2 separate regions of the Mus musculus genome follow, and region 1 is linked to region 2. Evidence: chromatin contacts called from public targeted proximity ligation data. All regions are on one chromosome and are shown on one strand. The core of a region is the stretch at or near the end of the contact, and the rest is flanking DNA. Distances in the headings are between cores, read along the strand shown. Region 1 has its middle 43 kb from the start of Ppp1r3c. Region 2 overlaps Hectd2os (Hectd2, opposite strand).

Region 1 (5,898 bases), core at 1,959-4,458, 150 kb after region 2:
AATCTAGTTGGTTGGGGTTTTGTTTTTGTTTTTTTAAAGTCATGGAAAAAAAAAGATAGTAAACTCTCTGGGGTAGAAGAAGAGACCAAAAAGAAACAGGGTGGGAAGGGAGAGAATAGAGGGTAACTGAAGGGTGGATACACTCAAAATAGATCATACACGTGAGTGGAAATGTTGAAGGGATCAACTAATACTAATAGAAATATAAAACCACCTTCCATGGGGAAGGCATCATGACAGGAACTGTGGGAAAGGAGGTGACTCAGATACATCAAAGCCCAGCATGGGAGCAGCCAACACCCACAAGCACCCTGCAGTTCCACCCAGCAGTACAGTGTGGCTGGTAAAGCAGGCCACACCATGGACTGATGCAGTGGGAGCCTTAGGACAAGCTTATACTTTACACAGGGAGTTTGAGGAGCTACCATCTGCAGCCAGCCAATAAGGACAGTTATGTTGTCTTAGTGAATCCAAGGGAGCTGGACAAAGGACAAGCCAGCTGCAGGAACACGGGAGTCAAGGCAGGCCCCAGATGCCAGCCAATCCACTGCCATCCTTCTTTCAACAAACGCCAACTCCTTCAACAAACGCAACCACTATTCAGCATTATCCATAGGAACCCTATTGCTTACAGCTTCAAAGCCTACTTTTAATGATGGTTCTTAAATGCTTTAACCTCCCATCTAGCCCATCATCCATCAGAGGCAGTGGGAAAGAAAGAATATGGGGGAAATCGAACTGTCTAGAAATGATTCCTTGGAGCAAATCTCATCTGCATTGATTGTCAGGAAGTTAGCAGTTCAGTTCACAGGTCAGCAGCGGCAGCTCAATCCACTGGAAAGCACTTCAGGGATATAGCAGAAGTCCAGTTCAGTAGTGTCAGGATAGCAGCAGTGGTGGCGCGACCTAGCAGGAACAGCCAGGCCTCAACTGAGTTGGCACAAGTCAGCAGGAGGATTAGGACCGGCAGAGATGCCTCGAGTTCTTTGCCTTGCCTCTCTCCATGAAGACCAAGAAGCACTGCATAATATGTATCAAAAGATGGCCTAGTCAGCCATCACTGGAAAGAGAGGCCCATTGGACATGCAAACTGTATATGCTCCAGTACAGGGGAACGCCAGGGCCAAAAAAATGGGAATGGGTGGGTAGGGAAGTGGGGGGGAGGATATGGGGGACTTTTGGGATAGCATTGGAAATGTAATTGAGGAAAATATGTAATAAAAAATATTAAAGAAAAAAATGAGATTATGTAATATGACAGAACGTGGATGGAAAGAATTGGGGGCTCAGTCTGCATGTAGTTCCAGAACTAGCAGAGAAAATTACAAGCTACCAAGGAAGAGTGACTCCTGTATAAATAAGAGCAAACCAACAGTCCAGTTGTTGCATAGAACATACATATAATTTGTAAAAATTCCTTATTTAGGAAAAAATTAAGGTTGACTGGCATTCTGGGATATGTGTGTGTGTGTGTTATATTGTTATGACTAATTTTACTTAAACATGAAATTTTGAGCCTCAGCTGAGCTCATAACAAACCAAAATAAAAGGGAGGCGTTAGCTTGTGTCTGGCCTGTGAGCTCTGAGGCAGGTGAAAAAAAAAAAAAAAGAAGAAGAAGAAGAAGAAGCACTGCATAGCTAGCTTTACCAGCAGGCCCCTCATAGTCCCTTGAGTCCTATTTATCCTTCTTCCAAACATCACATGTCCTCCATGGGTTTTGCCTCAGCACGTGAGTCTGTCTTAGCAGAACTCCATGTAAATCTGTATCCGTTGACATCACTCTGCCAGTCGGCCTGAATCTGCGGAAGCAGCAAGGAACTGCAGCACACCACCAGAAGATTTTTTGGTGCATTTCTCTCTATAGCATCCCAACAAAAGAGGCTCAACGACGCCATGTAAGACAGACTAATGCATGGATGTCATTAGCAAGGAATCCTTCATCACATGTCCTTTCACATGCTTGCTTTAGCAGAACATCCTTTCAACTGTGTCTGCTTCAGAAAAACACTCCTTCATGTGTTTGCCCCAGCAAAACACCATCTGATGCAACTGGCTTTCCAAAGAAAAGCAACTTCAGGGTTCTCTAGAGTTACAGAGCTTAAGGAATGAATGAGAAAGACAGAGAGACAGACAGACAGAGACAGACAGAGATGGAAGATGGAGGGGCTTACAGTCCAACTAACCCAACAATGGCCAGCCATGAATGGAAAATAAACTCCCTTATCCTTAAGTTGTTTTTGTCAAGTATTTTGTTATAGCTACAAGAAAAGCAACTAATACATCTATGACACAGATTCTAAGATAAGACTGACATGGCCTTATCTTAGTTAAGAGCAGAGGACCCAGACTCAGTGTTCAGCACCTACACAGCAGCTCACAACCGTCTATAACTCTAATTCTTTGGGCTCCAACACCGTCTTCTGGCCTTGGCAAGTGATGCACAAGCATACGTTCAGACACATAAAATAAAAAGAAGAAAAAACACTTTAAGATTCTACAGACACTCAAACTGGTTGGTTAATAGAACTTCCTGAGCGTGGAGAGTTGGAATGCTGCAGATCTGGAGCCAGTATTACCTTGATGTATCTTTAATCCTCTTCAGTACCATTTATCATCTACCCTAATATCTACTTGACTATTAGCTACAAGTATATTGCAGTAAGAAGGACACCCACTGGGATTTCTAGATTCTTATGTCCCTGAACATATGTAAGGACAAAGACATAGATGGCAACATGGGCATGAGATGATAAAGAGTTTGTTGGAATTCATTGTAAAAGGCAAAAGCCAAACCCCAGGGAGGGATGACACCACTGAGAAGAAGCAGGACCATTAAAGTCAAGAAGATACTTGGTTTTATCTTTTGGGCCATTTGCTCAAAGATTCATATCTGGATAGGTAGGCAGGCATCTCACTATCTCATTAAGTAGTCAACAGCACACTGCATGTCTTTCTTGAGACCACAGGTCCTTAGTAGCTATGCTCCAGATGCTGGTATACAATAAGTCATGACCTAGTTGTTAAAGTAAGGAGATTTTGCTTTCATTTTTGATCTTCTGTCTCTACAAAAACATGTCACTGTTCAAGACAAGTCACACAGCAAAGCCAGCAACAATGAAGCAGGAATTCACCGTCTCTCACAATGTCAACAAGGCCACAGGACAGAGCACTGGAGATAGAACATAACCAATCAGGACACGGGAAGGAAATCAGGACTAACCCGGCTGACCAAATGTAGCGCTTCAGAGATTGAGTGCCTTGCTCAAACCTGCTGATTCTGCTCTCATGACATGTTGGAATCCCAGAGAGTACATAAGTCTAATTTTTATTAATCCCAGATCGTGGCTCTACTTCCACAAAATGGGTAGATTAGTTTTGTCTTGAAAGGTTTAGAAATATGTAGAGACTAAAATCCCTATTTTCTCTGACCTCTGGCTCAGAAGCAGAATACGTCTTACTCTACTCATTTCCAGTGCCTTCCTTAGAAAAATAGTTGCTACTGTTATCATGACAAATGTTTTAAAAATTGAATTATGTTCATCTGTACCATGTTTAAGATACAACTAATGAGTTTGGAATCTCACTCGAACTTTAGCCATGCTACAGTTGTTCACGCACTTAAAAAGTCACCTCCATAATAGATTGCCTAACATAAAGAGCTGTGTTTGGTTTAAAGGTAATTCCAGTTCATCTGTGGTTTATTAGCTGTGATCAGATCTGGCTGCAAGTATCCACAAGGACAGAGAAAAAGCAGAAAATCAAAGACCTCGCCTATCTCTCCATAGCCAAGGCAAGAAGATTTTTATTGAAGTCTTTAACATAGTGCTTATGCCTGTTAAAAACAAGAATATGTGTTTATGGAATGCTGGGGACACAATCTAAAGCAAAGAGTGTTGCGTCCTGTTTCCTGATGGGTACATCGGTACAGACTTAAGAACTTTGAGCTTTTGTTTATTGTGTGCTTGGGCTATAAACCAAGAGCTAGATTAAGTCCCTGTGTTTTTTAAAATCATCTTTTTGCAGAGTCACCACGTTCATTAGTAGAAGCTCCAGCTGTTAGAGAACACAACTTCATTTTCTGTACAGAGTTGTGAAATTTCTCAATAGTCGGCCCTTCCATTTATAATAATGCTTGCCTTTGCCTGATTAAAAGGCTGACAAAAAGCCTTGTCTAAACCAAGAGGGGCTCTCACAGGGATTCCTGGGAGGAAGCAAAAAAAAAAAAAATCACCAGCTCCACCTCACCTTCTATACCCTCACACACATGTTCTGTTGCTAAAGATTGCATCACACTATAGATCTTCCCTAGGATGGGACAATGACCTCTAAAAGGTCATTGGGTCCTTTTTCTGTTTTTCTGAGACCTTAGCACACAAAACACTTCTATCCAGTGAATTTCCTTTCCCAAGGAAATTAGAAATCAACCAAGAAATCACCCTATATCCTTATAGAAAGCAGAGTGTACATTAAAGCAGACACAAGCTATAGACTAAGTTGCCTGTTCTGCCTCGATGGACCTTCCCGGATGTCCATTCGTTTTCTGATCTCTCCTGCTTCAGATGAAGCAACCCATTCTTCATGACATAAAAGGATTCATGAGTTATATATTGATTTATCTCCTTACTTACCTTTACTGGAGGATCTGTGCTCTCCAGGTCTCTTCAGCCATGTGAACCTGCATCTCATACTATAGTCTAACAGACATACCATTAATGTCAGTGCACAATAATCATGCATGCAATTAACGAATAAATAAATATATGTGCCAAGTGATCTATTGTTGTTTTCTGTGATGTTTTCATCTAGCTACAAGAGGGGAAAAAAGCAAATGACAAGACTGTAAAAATGAACTCCCCTTTATAGTTCCCAAGAAGAAATGAACATTAAGTGACAAAGCATGAAGCCTATTCATCACCACCCCTTGGAGCACTGCAGTGTTTAATATAAGGGACGATTATCTCATGTTTTAACATAAATAATTACGGTAATCACAGAAACTCCAAAGTCCTTCAAATCTTCCAGGAATTTTTTCCCCTGTCTTTCTAGCATTTCTCATCTGACCTAATCAATCCTTTGACTCAACGGTTAGACAAACAGCCTAGCCTGCTCACCAAGTTTGACTTATTTTCTCCACTTCTATTATGTCCTTATTTCTCAGAATTTTTTCATTATCTTTGCTCACTCTTCCTAGCAATTCCAGAGAATTTAAGATTAAATTGAAAACAGAGAGCTTAAAAATGTCATGTAACTCTCCAGAATAAAATGATGACATAAAAACTGTGTGTACAAAGCCATCCTAGTGAGTTGCCATTAACCACTGTTTTCAATATAGTATTTGGTTAAGAAAGCCATAGCTTGTGAATGGCTCTGGTCTCTATCCTCGGGTCATTCAAGTAACATACCACTGGGCTATCCCAATCTAAAGGACAAACCATTACATACGATTGGGCTATCCCAATCTAAGGACAAATCATAGATCACCACAGCTTTTCCACTTCCTTTGGCATTATTTTCAGTTTTCTTTGTTTGGACAAAGATTTCAACAGCTCCTTGCTTTTTGTTTGCAAGTAGCTTAGATAACATATCCAGTATTCACCACTCGTGGACATAGAAGCAGAGAGCCGGCTCTCCTTGAAACAGCTCAAGAAAGATTTAGACATGGCCCCCTGTCCTGACCTTCTGACGACTTTCAGACATAACAAATACATCTCTGCATTGTCAGGTGTTTGAGGCAAAGACTAAAGCCAAGTCTGAGCTTTTACTTAGACTTTGCCCGTCAGCCTATCAACTTGCCCTCTTCCCAGGTTTATTTCCCACCTCCCGTTGGTCTAACCAGATCACACCAGGCTCTGTTCCTGCTGCTCTTCTGAATCCTCATCAATGAGTCTCAACACTGC
Region 2 (5,784 bases), core at 1,362-3,861:
AATTTCCTACTGATTCCACACTCTCAACATCACCACCATCTCCTTCCCCCGTTTCCTCCCCCTGCCCCTCCTTTCCTTCTTCCTTTGTCTGTATAGTGGTACTATCTCCCCAGTAGCTTAATCTAAAGCATTCTATTTAATGGTTCCTTCTCCTTCATCCTATCCCTTTCATAACCTTACCAGGGCCCAGCAATTGGGCATCCATTGTGGATCTATTTACACTGTCACTGTCCCAGTCTAGGCCTTGACCCCTGTGCTGGTTCTAATCTGATCTCTGTGAAAGCCATCTCAAGTCTGTTTGTAGACCCTACCACTGCATTGCATTAAAGGCTTTCCATTGTTCAGTCTAACTTGTCCAACTTTGGCTCCTATGATATGCTACAGTCCTCCCAAACAATGCTAAATCCATAAAGCCATACTAAGAGCTCAAAAAGGCAAGATGGGGAGATGGCTCAGTGGTTAAGACAGTTTGCTGCCCCTTCAAAGGATCCAAGCTCCATTTCTAGCACCCATGTCAGGCAGTTCACAAGTTCCTGTCACTTGAACTCCCAAGGGATTAGACACCCTCTGGTCTTCAGGGACATATATCCCATGACATATGGGATATACACAAATTTTAAAAATTAAAGAATTACAAAAAAAAGAATATTTAAAAACTGCTCTGCCTCAACTTGTGTTACAATGAAAGTGTTAATAATAATAATAAAAGCCTATGTTTGATCATGCCAGAACCTTGAGAATAAAGCATTAAATGTGCCCTCTTCCTCCATCCCACTACATGACAAAATTTTGAGTATATGAATTCTAAGCATAATAAAGAAAAGTAAAACCATTGAAAGGCAAAGAAAACCTTGTCTGGGACCAATGGAATGTTCTTCTTCTGGTAGTTGTCCACTATTGGGCCAGGGTGTGAAGATAGGTTTTGAGTTCCATGTCTCACCAGAGCCAAATACCCACCCCCACCCCAGATCCTAGTTACATAACTACAAGAACACATCTCAGTGTCTCTAGCCTCCGTGGCTTCTGTACCCACCAGCAGCCAGCCACCCAGACGACACTGCCTTCTCTATCTCCACTTATCTACCACTCCTCACCTACCTATATACAACGATATACCATGTGTCTGCCATCCATCACTGTGCATTACTGAAAGGCATGGATAATTCCATAGTCAAGGGTATTGACTATGTTACAGCCCAAACCTGGTCTATTATTAAAAGGAGGAGGGACGATTTTAGTCTCCTCTTTGTTAGAATGAGAACTTAATTTCCTCCTTTATGATCGCTGCCCATATCAGGGCTGGTGCTTTTTATTGATAACAACATAGTAGCATTGGACTACATTTTAAGGGAGTTTAGATCTCTGCACAAGAAAGCTGTCCCAGGACTTGTTCTTCTGCCTAACCATCTGATCCAAGGCTCTCTAATTAAGCCTAAGTCTAGCCATAGTCAGCACTTGAGTGTCCACTCATACCTGCCAATGGTCACTCATATTTAGAGATACATATTTCTCTAACTCCTCCATTTGTACCTAAAGAGATAGATGAGAAGGGAGGAGTAGTCAGGACAGATCAGCTGAACTAGCAAACACATGGCTGAAACTCAGTGGCTGTGTACAATGCATGCTCATTTCTAACTCAGAAAGAATTCTGGAAGGATGCTCAGGTTAGCGGGCTGTCCTTGGTCTCCAGCTACCTCCATCCTATGGGCCTACCATGCTGTGGAGCATCATTGAAGTCCATATCTAGGAAACGAAAGGAGAAGGCATAATCTACCTACCCAGGATAGTTCTGAGGCCAAGCCCCAAAGAGCAAGTACCACTTCCATGTATACTGCACTGGAGCCAACTCAGTCCCTTGGGATTGTAGGCTGAATGCTCAGGAAGGAGACACTCCAGTTGGTCTGGGGAGACACAAAGGTATTAGACATCAAGGTCTGTGAAAAGACGGCGATAAAAGAATAAGGCAGCCCCTGCAAGGCTGACATGGTTAGGAGCTGAGACTCCACAGCTGAAGACCATGACAAGGCTGCCTGATACCACACACCTATGAGAGCCCTTTTAAAAATAACTTTATATCGATTCTTTGTGAACTTCACATCATGCACCCCAGTCCCACTCATCTCCCCATTCTTTATATCCACCCTCTGCCCTTGCAGACTCCCCCATCCCTGAAAGAAAACAACAATAACAAAAAAACAGACAACAAAGCAAACAAACCAAAACAACAGCAACAGCAACAAAATCTCCCCCTAGGAAGTGCTCTGTCACAGTGTGTCACACATTATACCTTTGCCCAAACAGCCTTACTTGCAAATGCCCATTACAATGAGTCTGATCTGGTTCAAGGCCTCTGGCTTCTGCTACACTATCAATACTGGATCCTCACCAGGACTCACAGGACTATCGTTGCCCTGTGTCATGGAGATCCTGCAGGACTGGTCCCTTCGTGCACTCCTACAAATTATAGATGGGGTAGATGTTGAGGTGGGCCAACTCAAAGCCCTGGATCTGTACCTGGATGGAAGCTAAGTTGGTCAGCTCACCAGCTCTCCTGTGCCATTGACACCAGAGCCAGCTCTCCGGCACTGCCCCAGCTCTCCAGCACTGCCCCAACAAGGGGCAGGGCCAGCTCTCCCTTTCTCATGCCATCTGGGGCTGGCTTTTCCTCACCCATGCCACAGTTCTGATGTGCTGCCCAGACAAAGTGCAGGGCCTGTTCTCCCAAGAGTTGCAGCCAGCAAAGGGTGGGGCCAGCTCTAAGCAAGACTTCCTTGAAGGGAGCCTTGGATGCACCTGTGCACATCTCCCATGCATAGCATACATGGATGTGAAGGAGTCAAAATGTTGTCTAGCTGTACATGTAACTTGAAGAAGTAGAGTTTGATGACAACTAGATATCAGAATCTCAGCCATGTCCCCAAAACTGATTTTTACAAAGATCCTGTACTTGGAATTCCAATGATCTTATAACAGTTCTAAACCTATGAGTGAAAACCTTTTTGGGGTCACATATCAAATATCTTAGTTATCAGATATTTATATTATGATGTAAGACAGTAGCAAAATTACAGTTATAAAACAGCAACAAAATAATCTTATTGTTGGTGGTCACCACAACATGAGGAACTGTAGCAATTGCAACAAGGGTGAGAACCACTGATCTAGAAGTTACTTGGGTCCCCATGTAGACACCTGCGTTTACTGCCTCTCCTCCGTGAGGATGCTCAGTACAGATCAGTACAGATGGGGATCAGCAACTTAAACCTAGCAGTAACATCTGTGACCTGCCCATTCATTCAATGAGGCCTGCCTAATCAATGCTGTTTCCATCTTCAGTTTTGTTGTTGGTTTTTTTTTGTTGTTGTTGTTTTTTTGGTTTTTTTTTTTTTTTTTTTTTGAGTGTATGAACAGCTCCAGCCAAAGCCCAGCTTCTTAGTGCTCATCTGGGAGTTAAATCTGAGAAGGGGAAGAGACCTCCAAGGTTCTCAGAGACTATGATCTTTCTTGAGTCAAGAAAAAAATCTGGAAACTTTAATGCCCTACTTTGTACCAAGTGACCTACCTTTCTGCTTTGACTTTCACCTCTGAAACGCTGGCCTGGCGGTCAAAGGATCACTTGGGAAGTTCTTTGCGTGGCAAACCTTAGGATACAGCTGCCAGTGTTCCCAACTCCACCCCCTGTTGGTCCTCCTACAAAAACATTGGGAAATCCTAAAAACACACAAGTCCTGACCACCCAGAAGACCAGGGTGAGGGTGTTCCCCCTGCCTGCTGATGACCCTCAGCAAGGAACATGGCACATCGCAGCCTGTATTGGTCCAGGACATACATGTTGAAGAGAATGACCCCATCCTGGCTTCTGCCACCACCACCTGCAGTGGGGCCCAGAGTCAAGTCCTGGTTAGGGAGATTCTCCACCGAATGTAATGATGACCCTGTGGAAGGTTCCAGACCATTCCCCCTTACAAGCTGGCTAAGAACTAGGAATAATGGCCATCCCAGTCATGCTCAGGTCCTAGCCTACTCTATGACTTAGGCAGGTGACTTCCAGGGCCTCGTGAGGGACAAGAGCATCATCTTTACCTACCTCCCTGGCAAATGCTAAAAGCCTGGAGTCTATGAGCTCTGAGGTCCTTGAACACATTCTGGAGGTCAGGAAGATGTGCCTGTCATTTTTCCTCTTGATTCAAAGGACCTAAGAAGAGTCCCACAGGGTGGCAGGTCACCCAGAAGGCAATACCAAGAGTGTTGTTTACCAAGAGTGTTGGTTTAGTTCCCGGCCATCAAGAACTGAAAAGGTGTCATGGCTCCAGGCAGACCATTTGAATTTAGATCTGGGTTTGGGGAAGGGCAATCAAAGGACATCTCCACATCCAAGATGATGATCACCATTTTATTTCCCCAGATGATGGGGAAAGATGAGAGCTGTACCCAAGCTGTGCTATTACACAGTGTGGGCTGAGCCCAGAGTGTTTCTTTCTCTGGTCTAACTATCCCTAGGCCTAAGCCTGGAAATTTCTAGCATCCATACAATTTAACCTTCCAACCTAACTGATTCAATCCAACATCTGTTGGCTTCTGTCTGAATTGCTCTGCTTGGCCTCAAACTAACCCTGGCAATCTGCTCTAATCTTCTGCCTCCTTCTTATTCTCTGGTTTCAACTGCCTTTGCACTGGCTCATTCTGTTTTCACCTACAACCTGTCTCTGTAAACCTGTCCTAGTAAAACTGCTTGCTTCCCCTGTCTCTGTCTCTCTCTGTCTCTGTCTGTCTGTCTGTCTGTCTCTCTCTCTCTGTCTCTCTGTCTCTGTCTCTCTCTGTCTCTCTCTGTCTCTGTCTCTCTCTGTCTCTCTCTGTCTCTCTCTCTCTCTCTGTCTCTCTCTCTCTCTCTCTCTCTCTCTCTCTCTCTCTCTCTCTCTCTCTTTCTCTCCTCCCCTGCTGCTCTCCAAAGTAGCCTCTCTTTCCTGTACTGTTCTCATGAGAGCTGGGTATATCCTATCTCTGACTTGTTCTGTCAAATCTTTCTCTGATTCATCACTTTGACCCTCAATTAAACATCACTTTCAAACATGGCAGCTTCCTTCTACAAACTAACTTTACTTCCATTGTTTGGGATTAAAGTTGTGTACTAAGGGCATGTCAGTATTCCAAACAGATCATACTGTAATCTAGAGCATGTCTGCATTCTCCAGGATCATATATACTTTTGGATATAAGCTATCATATAAGTCTTTGGATATGATTCCTTGCCAGAGCAGCCGTGCTGCTTGATTAAAATTCCTCTACACGAGACAAATGAATGAAGGCATATCAGTTCCCTATTGCTACTCTAATAAATTATGACAGGGCTTAAAACAACACCTATTTCCTGGCATAGAGCTCTGGAGATCATAAATGCAAAATTTGTCTTATGGAGCTAAAATCAGAGTCTTGAAAGGGACTAATGGAAGCTGTACAGAGACTCTAATTCCTCTCCTTGTTTAGGTCATAAAAGTTGCCTACATTGCTTGGTTCGTGACCCCATCCTTCACCTTCAAAAGCAGCCACGTAGCATGAACTCTTCTGCTTCCGCTCTTGTTTATAAGAACCTCTCGGCTACCACTGGCAACACCCAGATAATCCAGGATGGTTACTCAATCAAAATCCTAAACTCAATTACATTCAGAAAGTTACACTTTCCATGTAAGCAGTGTTCACAGAATCTACAGAATAATACCTGGTCATATTCAGGATTTATTGCTGTGCCTATCCCCAAAAGTATTGTCATTCCCACAGTCCCACTGA

The links.
Region 1: a targeted proximity ligation map of hepatocytes shows a contact between it and region 2, with 4 times the contacts expected there. A contact is called at or near these places in 1 of 39 promoter capture datasets (liver), 6 of 484 Hi-C or Micro-C datasets (embryonic stem cells, liver and nephron progenitors), 3 of 130 datasets of targeted methods (the NIH/3T3 cell line, hepatocytes and liver) and 1 of 9 other capture datasets (embryonic stem cells).

The regions. Positions count from the first base shown.
Region 1 is chr19:36,776,288-36,782,185 of GRCm38.p6, forward strand. No RefSeq gene overlaps it. Among named protein-coding and RNA genes, the nearest start is that of Ppp1r3c, 43 kb to the left of the region's middle.
Region 2 is chr19:36,623,445-36,629,228 of GRCm38.p6, forward strand. Hectd2os (Hectd2, opposite strand) reads right to left here. Exons shown (of 5, transcript NR_033510.1): 4 at 1,779-1,901. Among named protein-coding and RNA genes, the nearest start is that of Hectd2os, 63 kb to the right of the region's middle.